Linked DNA regions of Mus musculus: region 1 is linked to region 2. The links are chromatin contacts, called in public Micro-C maps. All regions are on one chromosome and are shown on one strand. Each heading gives the region's core, a stretch centred on a gene start, on an enhancer-like site or on the middle of the called end of the contact. The rest is flanking DNA. Distances are from core to core; before and after follow the strand shown.

Region 1 (4,935 bases), core at 1,226-3,725, 190 kb after region 2:
AGCACTCATCCAGCACCCAGTGGTAGGCATTCCTGGCTCCCTTGCACACCACTTCTGGGTATCCACATTACAGTCTAAACTAAATGAAGACACCCCTTTCTAATGGGTTTCACCAATTTACCACTAGGGTAGGAATAAGCTCCAGCTAGCTCTGTACATAATGGCTAAGATGCATAGATTTGGTTCTTTGAATAAAGTATCAAAGTGACATTTCTTTATATGCTCATTATCATCTACCTCCCTAGCACACAAATAAACTCCAATCAGCCTGGAGGCAAAAATGAACCCAGCAAATGTCCAAGTTCTAGTGATTGCTATGAGAGCTGAGCCATCTCGCCATCTCCTGCTTATGAAGGCTCTTAAGAGAGCCACACGGAGCCCTGGAGGCTTTTGCTTGTTATTCTGTATAAAATAGCACTCTGTATATCCTAAACCTATCTTAGAGATATAGCCTAGATTTGCTGATCAAGAGTTAAGCAAAACAACAGAATGTAACACAGAGGGGGAAATCCCCTCAGTTCTTCCACCAATAAACCTGTGTCATTCATTCTGTAACCTTTGCCACGCCTCTCCCCAGTGTTACATCATATACTCACATTTGTGGTCTTTTTATAGTAGTCTATGTTGTTGATATCCCTGGCCAGGCCAAAGTCTGCTATCTTCATCACATTGTTTTCTGTTACCAACACGTTTCTGGCAGCCAAATCTCGATGGATACACTGCAATCAAAGAAGAAGAAAGAGAGATATAATCCCAACATGTTTTGAGAACCAAAAGAAAAACACTCTTGGAAAAAAATGCAAGACAGAAAATAAACCCCAAGTCAAAAATTGGGTGCAGACTACTGCAAGAGCCATCCTGGGCTGCAAACTCAACCAGCTGACTAGCATCGACAAGAGGCTCCCACAAGGCATGGTAATCATTCATTGTAATCTAAATAAACAAACAAAGGCCCTGGTCATCTCAGAAAGTAACAGTTGATTATATAACCACTTTCTCTTTTATCTTCAAGTGTCTACAACACTGCTGTATCTCCGGTAGCTTCACACAAACTTGACATCAGATACCATGCTAAAGTCTTTGAGCTCACACTTGCTCTCTCTACCCAGGAAAGCCTGACTTTCAGATGACAAAGATAAACTCCAACAGTCTTCATTTCATGGCCACTTCTCTAACAATGTGACCTGATGTTCTACAAACAGCGAAGCCTAGCTCTATCATTTCTGCCTTTCCTTTCCCTACGTGGTGTCTAGTCTGGCCTCTAGGCTATACAAAGACCCTCTTCACTGTTAGACCCAACTGATCTCTTCTGTTGCCCCATGTCTGCCATCTCTGCAGCTCTGGACACTGCAGAGGTCTGTTTCTAGAAATGGTTCCTTCGTAGCAGCCTCCCCAAATCTTCCTCTTGCTTCACTCTCTTGCAGATTCAGGCTGACTCTTCTCTTCCCAAATCCCTTAAAGCAAAGAAACTGTGACATGCGGTTTGCGTGTTTCTTCGATCCTGTAGCATCAATTCTTAGATGCAGAAAGCAGCTGCAAACCCCTACCTCCATCCTGGCCCCTGCTGAGACTCAGGATGTTTCCACAGACAGTTGTGCCCTCTTGACATCTTAAAGCCAATGCTTCTACTCCTCTGATTCTTTTCTGTTTGATTTTTAATCAGAAAGGATCGTGCTCTAGACTCGAGTCCTGACCATTCCAACTCCTAGATGGCTCCAATGTCTGTCCTCTACTGCTCATCCCTTCGGCCAGGCTGTGGTCACTGTCCTTCCCCTACCTCTGTGGACTGCTGCCCAGAAACTTTCTTGATTCCCCCTTTCCATCTTTTACATGATGTGCTTGCGACACAGCCCAGCATGTCCTCTCCTGGCTCCCTGCCCAGCCAGTACTCATCGGTCCACATTCTTAGGTGCAGTTTGTTATAACAGCCAGCCTGTGCAGGGGTGAAACTGTGTCTGTACATACATCAGGACCCGCTACTGCTATGTTTGCTAGGATACATCTGATGGGAGGATGTTTTGTGCCAATAGGAACTACGGTCTCAGGAAGGTCTGGTCATTACTGTTTGTTTCCAAAGGCCAGGCTTTCCTTCACATGGATCTACCTCTGTGTTTTAGAAGTGCATCACCCTCAAATGCCTTTATATAAGTTACAAACCAAGGTTAACTGTCACATGAAGCAGAGAGACTTCCTCTACTGGATGAGCAAACTAGGAACGCCTTATTGTAAGCTCTCCATGAAACGACCAAGTAAAAAAACGAAACCAGCCTAACTGTGTTTGAAACATGAATAAAGAATTATTTTAACTCTGCCCTCACCCACGCCCAAGCATCCCCTGTGTTCCCTTGCATGTGTGGGTGGGCCAAAACTCAGAGACGAGGAAGCAGGCAAGCCACCCAAGTCTTCGTGTCCCCAGCCAGACTAGGAGCAGGAAATCTGAGAGCTCCCGGGGCTGCCTGCAGCTAGTTCTGCCTGGGCTGGAGTGCAACGCCGGTTTGGAGGCCTCTTCAAATTCAACTTCCAAGGCCCTGGCCAAGTTCTCCTGGTAGTGTGTTCCTGCTGACATGTGCTCTCTGAGTTTGGCAGTCTGAGTGGTCAGAAGAATCTAGCTTCCCCTGCAGGGGGCTCCGACCACACAGAGGCTCAGCTGGGACAGAGAGGCTGCCATAAGCCACTGCTACCTACCATCTTGCTCACTCTCTATCCCAGGAAGCTGGAAAATACCAAGAGCTAAACAACTACACGGTGTCTGGCCAATGTAGGCTCTCGAAAGGTGGCTGGCAGTCAATGATCACCATGTTATTTGTAAGGACACGTCTATGCCTCGCTGTTTCTGCAACCCCCAAATGTACTCATTCTCTCTTTGCAAAGTTCATGTGACAGCCCTTGCTCCACTTTACCTACTGGCTGCAACCTAAAAAGTCCACAACACTGGGGTGGGTCAGAACCATGAACATAGTTGTGGACCAGCACGCTCCTTCCCCGACTCTGAACAGGGACAGACAGCTGATCTCAACTTCAGCCCAGAAACCCTTTTAGTGGCACCAGGGGTGACACTCTCTGCCTCCTTCATCTCAGCTTCTCCCTAATTCCCACCATATGGAAGTCACACCCTCCTCTTTGGCCTCATAACGATGTGTGGCCCTTCATGGTTGAGCTTCATCCTCTGGCTTGCTGTTGACAACTTCTCTTAACTGGCTCTCAGAGATGTTCAATGCAAGCTCTGCATTTCCTACAGAAATTACTCCCTGCCCTGCTTCCTGGCTCCTAGGTCTTCCTCCCATTGGGAAGGTTCACCACTGTTCAGTTTCTCCAGTCAGACATTCTTGTCTTTGATCACTCTGCTTCCCCTAATCAAACTACTACCATGACAGCAGAACTTGCCCAGATTCCAACTACCAACTTCTTTCAGTGTCTTGGGACCTGATAAAGTTTGACCCAAAGAGGAGCTCAGTGATTGCAATGTACCACACACAAGAGCAAACTGTAAAGCATACAGGACCCTGAGACTCACCTTTGATAGCTCTACATAGCCCCAAGGGCCAAGCTCAGGGTCCCAGCCTTGCACTGTAAGGCCCCAAATGAAGAGGGGCTTTATTGAAATGTCTCTGATAGTTTATACACTTACTCTTTAATTCCACATTTACTGGCATCCCCCCCCCCCCACTGTTACTCATGACTCCTGTTTTGAGAAATCAAGAATGACACCTCACTGGACAGCCTGGCCCAGAGAACAAGTTCCTGGGGAGTCTTGAGGACTAAAGAGGACTAAGGAAAACGAAGAGCCAGTTCTACCACTGCCCCATCAGCAGCAAGCCCACTGCATGCAAGCATCCCCCATCTCCTACCAAGAAGGACACACAGCAGCAACCAAGCCTGGAGCTGACAGGCTGCCTACGGCTGACTGCCCGGCCCAGGGTTCCATGTGCAATAGTTCAAACATGTCAAGAGGAAATCATGCCACAGCTATCCACATCTGCCAGACATTAAATCAAATACACATATATGTGCGTGTACACATATAAACACATATACAAACATGCACATACACACATACATATATATATATATGCACATGCATGTATACATATACATAAAATGCAGACATCTTGGTTCCTCAACATTTCCTAACCTAAAACCCAAAACATTTGCAGTGTTGGTGAGATGTCATGAGTGGAAAGTTTCAGATCATAAACCTTTGTTTTATGCATAAAATTATGAAGGATACTATGGCTATCCTGAAGCTCACTTTGTAGAGCAGACTGGCCTCAAACTATCTCTGCCTCCCGAGTGCATGCACCACCACTGGCCAACAAATGTCTGTTTCTCCTTGATAAAGATTTTCTCAGGGGCACCCTGCTCCCACTATGTGCACACACACCATGCATGTATAAAATCAGAACTCAAAACTCTTCAAATTTGGCTTCTTAAACCCTCTATATCAGAAAGTTTTATAGTGGTTTCAAAAAAAAAAAAAAGAAAGAAAGAAAAGATAAAAGAAGGAAAACGTATAAGCTATAAGCTGTAAACTCTCAAGAAAATAGAAAAAGAAAAAAGTAAATAAAACAAAGCACAACTTGGAGCACATACTAACTCTAAGCCATGTTCCCAGGTGATGGAGAGCAGGCTGAGAAGCAGTATGTGGCACCTGTGCCATCTGACCAGGTCACCTCACTCACTCTTAACACTAATGAAGCCCCTGGGGGAATCCAGATTAATGACCCTTCTAGTAGGCCAGGCTCCAAGTCATAGAGAAGCGCCCCTCCAGGGGATCCTTTGTCTTTGGCAACCTGAGGAGTTAGAGACAATGGAACTGCAGCAAGCTCCACTCCAGGTAGGAGCCAAGCATCTCTATGGGAAGAGCATAAGTATGGAAGTGAGGAAAGGTATCTTAGGTCCTCTGAAATCCCCATGAAAAGTCTGAGCACCTGCCTC
Region 2 (5,029 bases), core at 962-3,461:
GGGATAATCCCAGAATTCTTTACCAGACACTCCTGAGAGTGACTGAGAGGGCACGAGCCACCCTGGTCAGGTAAAGTGACCCATAGTTTATAGCAGTTAGTTTCACTGGTCAACCTGGCTGGGCCATACTACCTACTCATTTGGTCAAACATCATAGATGTTTCTAAGGAGATATATTTTTCATGAGAGTAATACTTTCATCAATAGACTTCTAATGAAAATTATTCTCCACAGTGTTGATGGGCTTCATCCAAAAAAGTCAAGACACTAATAATAAGAAGAATGACCCCTGGAAGATAAGAATTCTGCCAGCAGATGGCCTTATGCTTAAAGTGAAACATCATCCCCTGCCTGGTCCTCCTGCCAAGGTCCAGCTGGCCTGTCCTCCTTCAAGTTTGGCCTTGCCAGCTACCAATTCCTTTCAAATCTAATAATTGGTCAGTCAGCCAATCTCCTGTCTGTCTGTCTCTCCTGTCCGTGTGTGTGTGTGTGTGTGTGTGTATTGTGTGTCCTCTGTAATATAACAAATGCATATCATATGTATGCAGCACATAAATACTCTTTAAACACACACACACACACACACACACACACACACACACACACACATCCTTCACATACTCTGTTTGTTTCTCTAGAGAACCCCACCAAGACAAAGGCCTGCATCCACAGATGGGTGTGTCCTGTCACCAGGCATAGAAGAGGTCTTATCAGAGGACATCTGTCAAATGAGGAAGGGAGAAAGGAGCTGCTGTTGGGTCCTAGAGCGGAGCTCTCTCGGGCCAGTTGTTCACGTCCTTCTGGGAAATCTCTGTAAATTAAATCAGCTGCAAATTTTTCAGCATTAGTAACTCAGAGCTCCTGACTCTGGACCTGCATGAGTAATAATCTTAAAAACTCAAGCAAAGAGCCAGTCAGCTAAGACCTCAGGACAGGGAAAGTTGACACAAACAGATTGCTGTGAGTTTGAGACAGCCTAGGCTGTACTAGACCAACCTGGGCTACAGAGTGAGGGTCCTGAGAGCTTGTTTCAAAAACCCTGGAAGGGAAGAGACAATGAATATAAGCAAAGTATGTGATGTACGTAAATTAAAATTTCATAACAAGGTCCATTCATCTATACCATGAATAGGTGCTGGGGAAAAAAAACACCAAAATATAAATTAAAGAAATCAGGCCCCCAAAAAGGGAAAGAAGAAACTACAGCTGTCATTTCATCCCCACAGCTGCTCACCAACATCTGCAATTGCTAAGCACACCTGAGCCCACTGCTAATGCTACCCTTGGGGTCTCCAGTGAGATCTCAGTCTTCATTGTTAAAAACAGCTCAAAGACTTGCCATGAAGTCACACTGCTCACAGGACTGTCCTGTTCACAACCTCCACCTTCTTTTCCTGTGAACATTCACAGGCAAGAAGCAATGGTGCCCACTGTTTTTGCTAACTTAACAAGAAATATTATAGAAAGAAGACCATCCTATCCTGTTAGTCTAAAGTGTGTTAACAGATTCTCACTTTTCAAGGCATGTATCAAGTCAGGCATGAGGCTGATGCTTGTCTGTGATCTTAGCCCATTGCAGACTGAGGCAGGGAGATCACTGCAAATTCAAGTCCATACTGGGCTACATATCGAGACCCTGTCTCAGATAAACAAGCAGAAAAGACATTTATCTGCGCATGTTTTAGCTACTATTTTATTTTTTTATTGCCATATCCCTCTTTTCGAAAGAATTTGAATCCTTTAATTTAGTCAGAATATAGTGCTTTTAAATTTTCCTATAGAGTGCTTTTCTTTTTAGGGGATCACAAAAGATCTGATTTTAAAACCACCATTTATAGAACCATTTTAAATCAGTAAAAATGTACTAGAAGTAGACTGGCTGATTCTTTTAACACATTTTTTTTTCTGAAGTGGGTAATCTCTGGCTTGTGTGATTAAATACCTGATTGTTTTAGTGTCCTAATACCAACCATGTTAACAACAGGTACAAACACCATGGTCCCCATGAGGAGAGCCCACAGGAGGAGACCTAAAGCCCCACTTGAAGCTTGGGTGTGAGTGCCTTCACAGGCAGAAAATTAAATTCTTTGCTTTTTTTCTCCATTCTCTTTATTTCCTTTTCAGTGATACTCTCCTGAGGTTTAGTCTTAGGAAACCGGGTCAAGAGTCATCCTGCTCTGAGCCACTTGCTCCTGCCAGAGAGTGGAGTGAGAGCTGGTCTCATTTACAGTCGTGTCACATTTGTGCTCTGAGGAAGCCAGTCTGGCGAGGAGCAGCAGTAGACACCGTGCTGATGTATCAACTCCCTGGAAAGACAAACCCCTGAACCAAAGAGCACAAAGCACAAAGCACCAAGCACCCACTTCAGTCCCCATAGTCATTCTTACAACACTTCCTTCTCAAGTAGCCTAAACTACCTCTCAGGACAGCAGCCCGCTCCCTCCACCTGCTATTGGATTTGCTTTGCTTTGTTTGGAGGTCAGAGACTCAAATATAGAAGGCAAGCATTCTGCCATCAAGTTATATACTCAGTGTGTGTGCACATACACATATGCATGTAGAGACCAAAAGTCAGCCTCAGCTGTCATTCCTCAGGCTCCATCCGATTTGTTTTTAGGATACAGGGTCTCTCACCAGTCTGGAGCATGCCAAGGAGGCGAGGCTGGCTAGCCAGAAAATCCCAAGGAGTGGTCTCTTCCCTCTCCCAAGTTGCTGGTATAATGAGCTTGCACCACTCTGCCTGGTTCTTTTGCATGAATTCTGGGACTGGAACTTTCGTCCTCATGTTTGTGTGACAAGTACTTTCTCAAATGAGCCATCCCCACTCCACCCCCAACCCCTGGCCTTCACCCCTTATGAAAATTTTACTTTGAGGCACAGTCTCGCTAGGTTACCCAGGCTGGCTTAGACATAGCGATACTCCAGAGTTATCATCACAAGTAGCTGTGATTGCAGACATGTACCATGACAGGCTCAAGGATCTTAATCCTGAGCTACCTTCAGGCTCTCGTGGATCTTAAGTCTGTCCAGTTGCAGTCAGATGGGAGAGCGCTCACATACCAGAATTCCTAAGCCCCACCCTGGACTAGTCAAAAGTCTAATAAACTGGGTGGAGCCTCCATTCATTGTCCTGAATCAGGTGGTGTGAATGCTCAGACTCCCTGGACAGACAGACTTCCTAAAGAGAGTTTTGAGAAACTGTTGAAGTAACTCTGTCCTGAAAACTTCCCTTCAAAAGACTCTAGGCTTAGGCCTCAGTCAACAGAGAGGCCCTGAACTCTATGACTTTATACAAAGAATGCCCACTTCTCAATAATGACAAGCTTTCTAAGGCTCCCCAGAGAGTCATGTGTCCAAGAGTTGAATCTATGTCCTGTTGTGGTTTTCTCCCCCCCCCCCCTGAAAACACATGTGTCCTTTTGTTCCATGGTCTCACTTGGCACTGAGTCCCCAGTTCGAGTGCCCATCAGATTAGCTCGAATTCCATGCTTTCTCTGCTCTGACAAGCTAATGCAGAGACCTACAATTACCTGAGGGCTGGTTTGAGCCCTAAATGGAACTAATGTCTGCCCTGACCAAATGCCTCAAGACCCACTCCTTTTCTCCCCCTCCTGTAAATCGCTGCTTTTATAGGCTGTCTTCCAGAAGCAAAGCCCCAATCCAAGGTAGAACTGTACGCCTACTAGATTCTGTTCACAACTATTGTTGAATCGTTGCCATGTGCACTACATTTCGAAAGCCTAGCAAAATGGACAGTGTCATTCTTACAGTGATAGGCAGAGCTGCTACCTCCGTACAACCTCACTTTGTATGTACTAGAAGTGAAAAGAAAGGACTAGCACCTTTGCCTCCCATAGGTAGGTTTCATATGTCCGGACTTAGGAAGCTCTTGCCTGTTGGTATCTGCATCTTAAAGCACTAAGCCTCTGTAAGGAGAAGGAAACCTACTTGGCACTCATGGTGAAAATGCCAGAAATATTAGGAAATTCCAATATGAATTTGGTTCTCGAATAATGACATGGTGCACAAATTTGTTCAGGCTGGTTAAAGTCTTTGCAAACGTAGGAAAGACAAAAGGAGAAATGGTTAATAAGTCCCAGTTCTTGCTTATGGGCCCCATGGGGGAAAAATAGCATAATCTTGGTATCAAATTACCTCCCATATCCATCAGCAATGAGTTGCTCTATGTCAGTCCTGAGAGGAACAATCAGATAAAGCCCTACCAAGTGCCTGTGGAATTCGCTGCTCCTGGCGTCGGTACTGAAAGGGTAAGAGAGAGCCAAGCAGAGCCAACTGTGCCCGGGAGTGGGTGGGTGGGGCGTGCTCACCTACGTGACTTCAGGAGAGCTGAGTGTCCCTTCCAGCATAGGCCACATTCCCCAGCTGCTGTCAGGAATCTCAGGGAAGGCCGTGTCGGTGGGGAAACCTGGAAGTTTCTCTGTAGTATGGCCACAGTGGGGTGATCCACCCCTCCTCTTCCTCAGTAGTCAAAGTAGACTTCCATTTCCCTGGGTTCAATTTGGTTCTTGAACTTTCCATTCTGGCTGCATGCCCAAATGCTAGAGTACATAAAATATCAATGATCTCTTTGGTTCTGAGGAGACAGGCTTCTCCGTGCTGCTTTCAAAACATCCATTCCCCTCTCGTCGTAGAGTTGCCATGTACAGAAAGTGGTAGCCCCCAATCCGCAGGGACGTAAGAGGCCACTTTGTCAGCAAGCATGCTCTCTGTTACGTGGTCATATTGCTTTCACCTCATACGTAGGACTGTGCTTCAAATATGGGCAAAGAGTGTTCCTAATGACAACGGACAAATCCAGGTAAAAGCAGCTTCTAAATACACATGGATAGTCTGCGAAACTGTTAGACGGTCCAGGTAGATCCGGTGTATTTGGAATCGCTGAGCTAGGAGGCCACCAGAGTGCATCATTATACTCAAAGTCATTTCCAAGATCCCCTAAATAATGATTGTGAAAGTTTGAGAAACAAGATTCAAGATGCTGCAACTTTATTGTTCCCATTCCACACAT

Evidence for each region. Hi-C and Micro-C count contacts between places; a contact is called where the count stands out from the background.
Region 1: a contact with region 2 is called in a Micro-C map of brown adipocytes, with 2.9 times the contacts expected there. The contact joins two enhancer-like sites. A contact is called at or near these places in 1 of 484 Hi-C or Micro-C datasets (brown adipocytes), 1 of 115 datasets of contacts at active chromatin or transcription factors (embryonic limb bud) and 2 of 9 other capture datasets (liver and pancreatic islet).

The regions. Positions count from the first base shown.
Region 1 is chr7:130,172,221-130,177,155 of GRCm38.p6, forward strand. It overlaps Fgfr2 (fibroblast growth factor receptor 2), which reads right to left. Exons shown (of 18, transcript NM_010207.2): 14 at 597-719. Among named protein-coding and RNA genes, the nearest start is that of Gm39096, 80 kb to the left of the region's middle. Within about 2 kb of position 2,476, at least 21 of the 459 cell types and tissues checked have an H3K27ac peak or open chromatin away from gene starts, as enhancers often do. A contact at or near this core is called in brown adipocytes, where this site is marked.
Region 2 is chr7:129,980,335-129,985,363 of GRCm38.p6, forward strand. No RefSeq gene overlaps it. Among named protein-coding and RNA genes, the nearest start is that of Gm4265, 21 kb to the left of the region's middle. Within about 2 kb of position 2,212, at least 18 of the 459 cell types and tissues checked have an H3K27ac peak or open chromatin away from gene starts, as enhancers often do. A contact at or near this core is called in brown adipocytes, where this site is marked.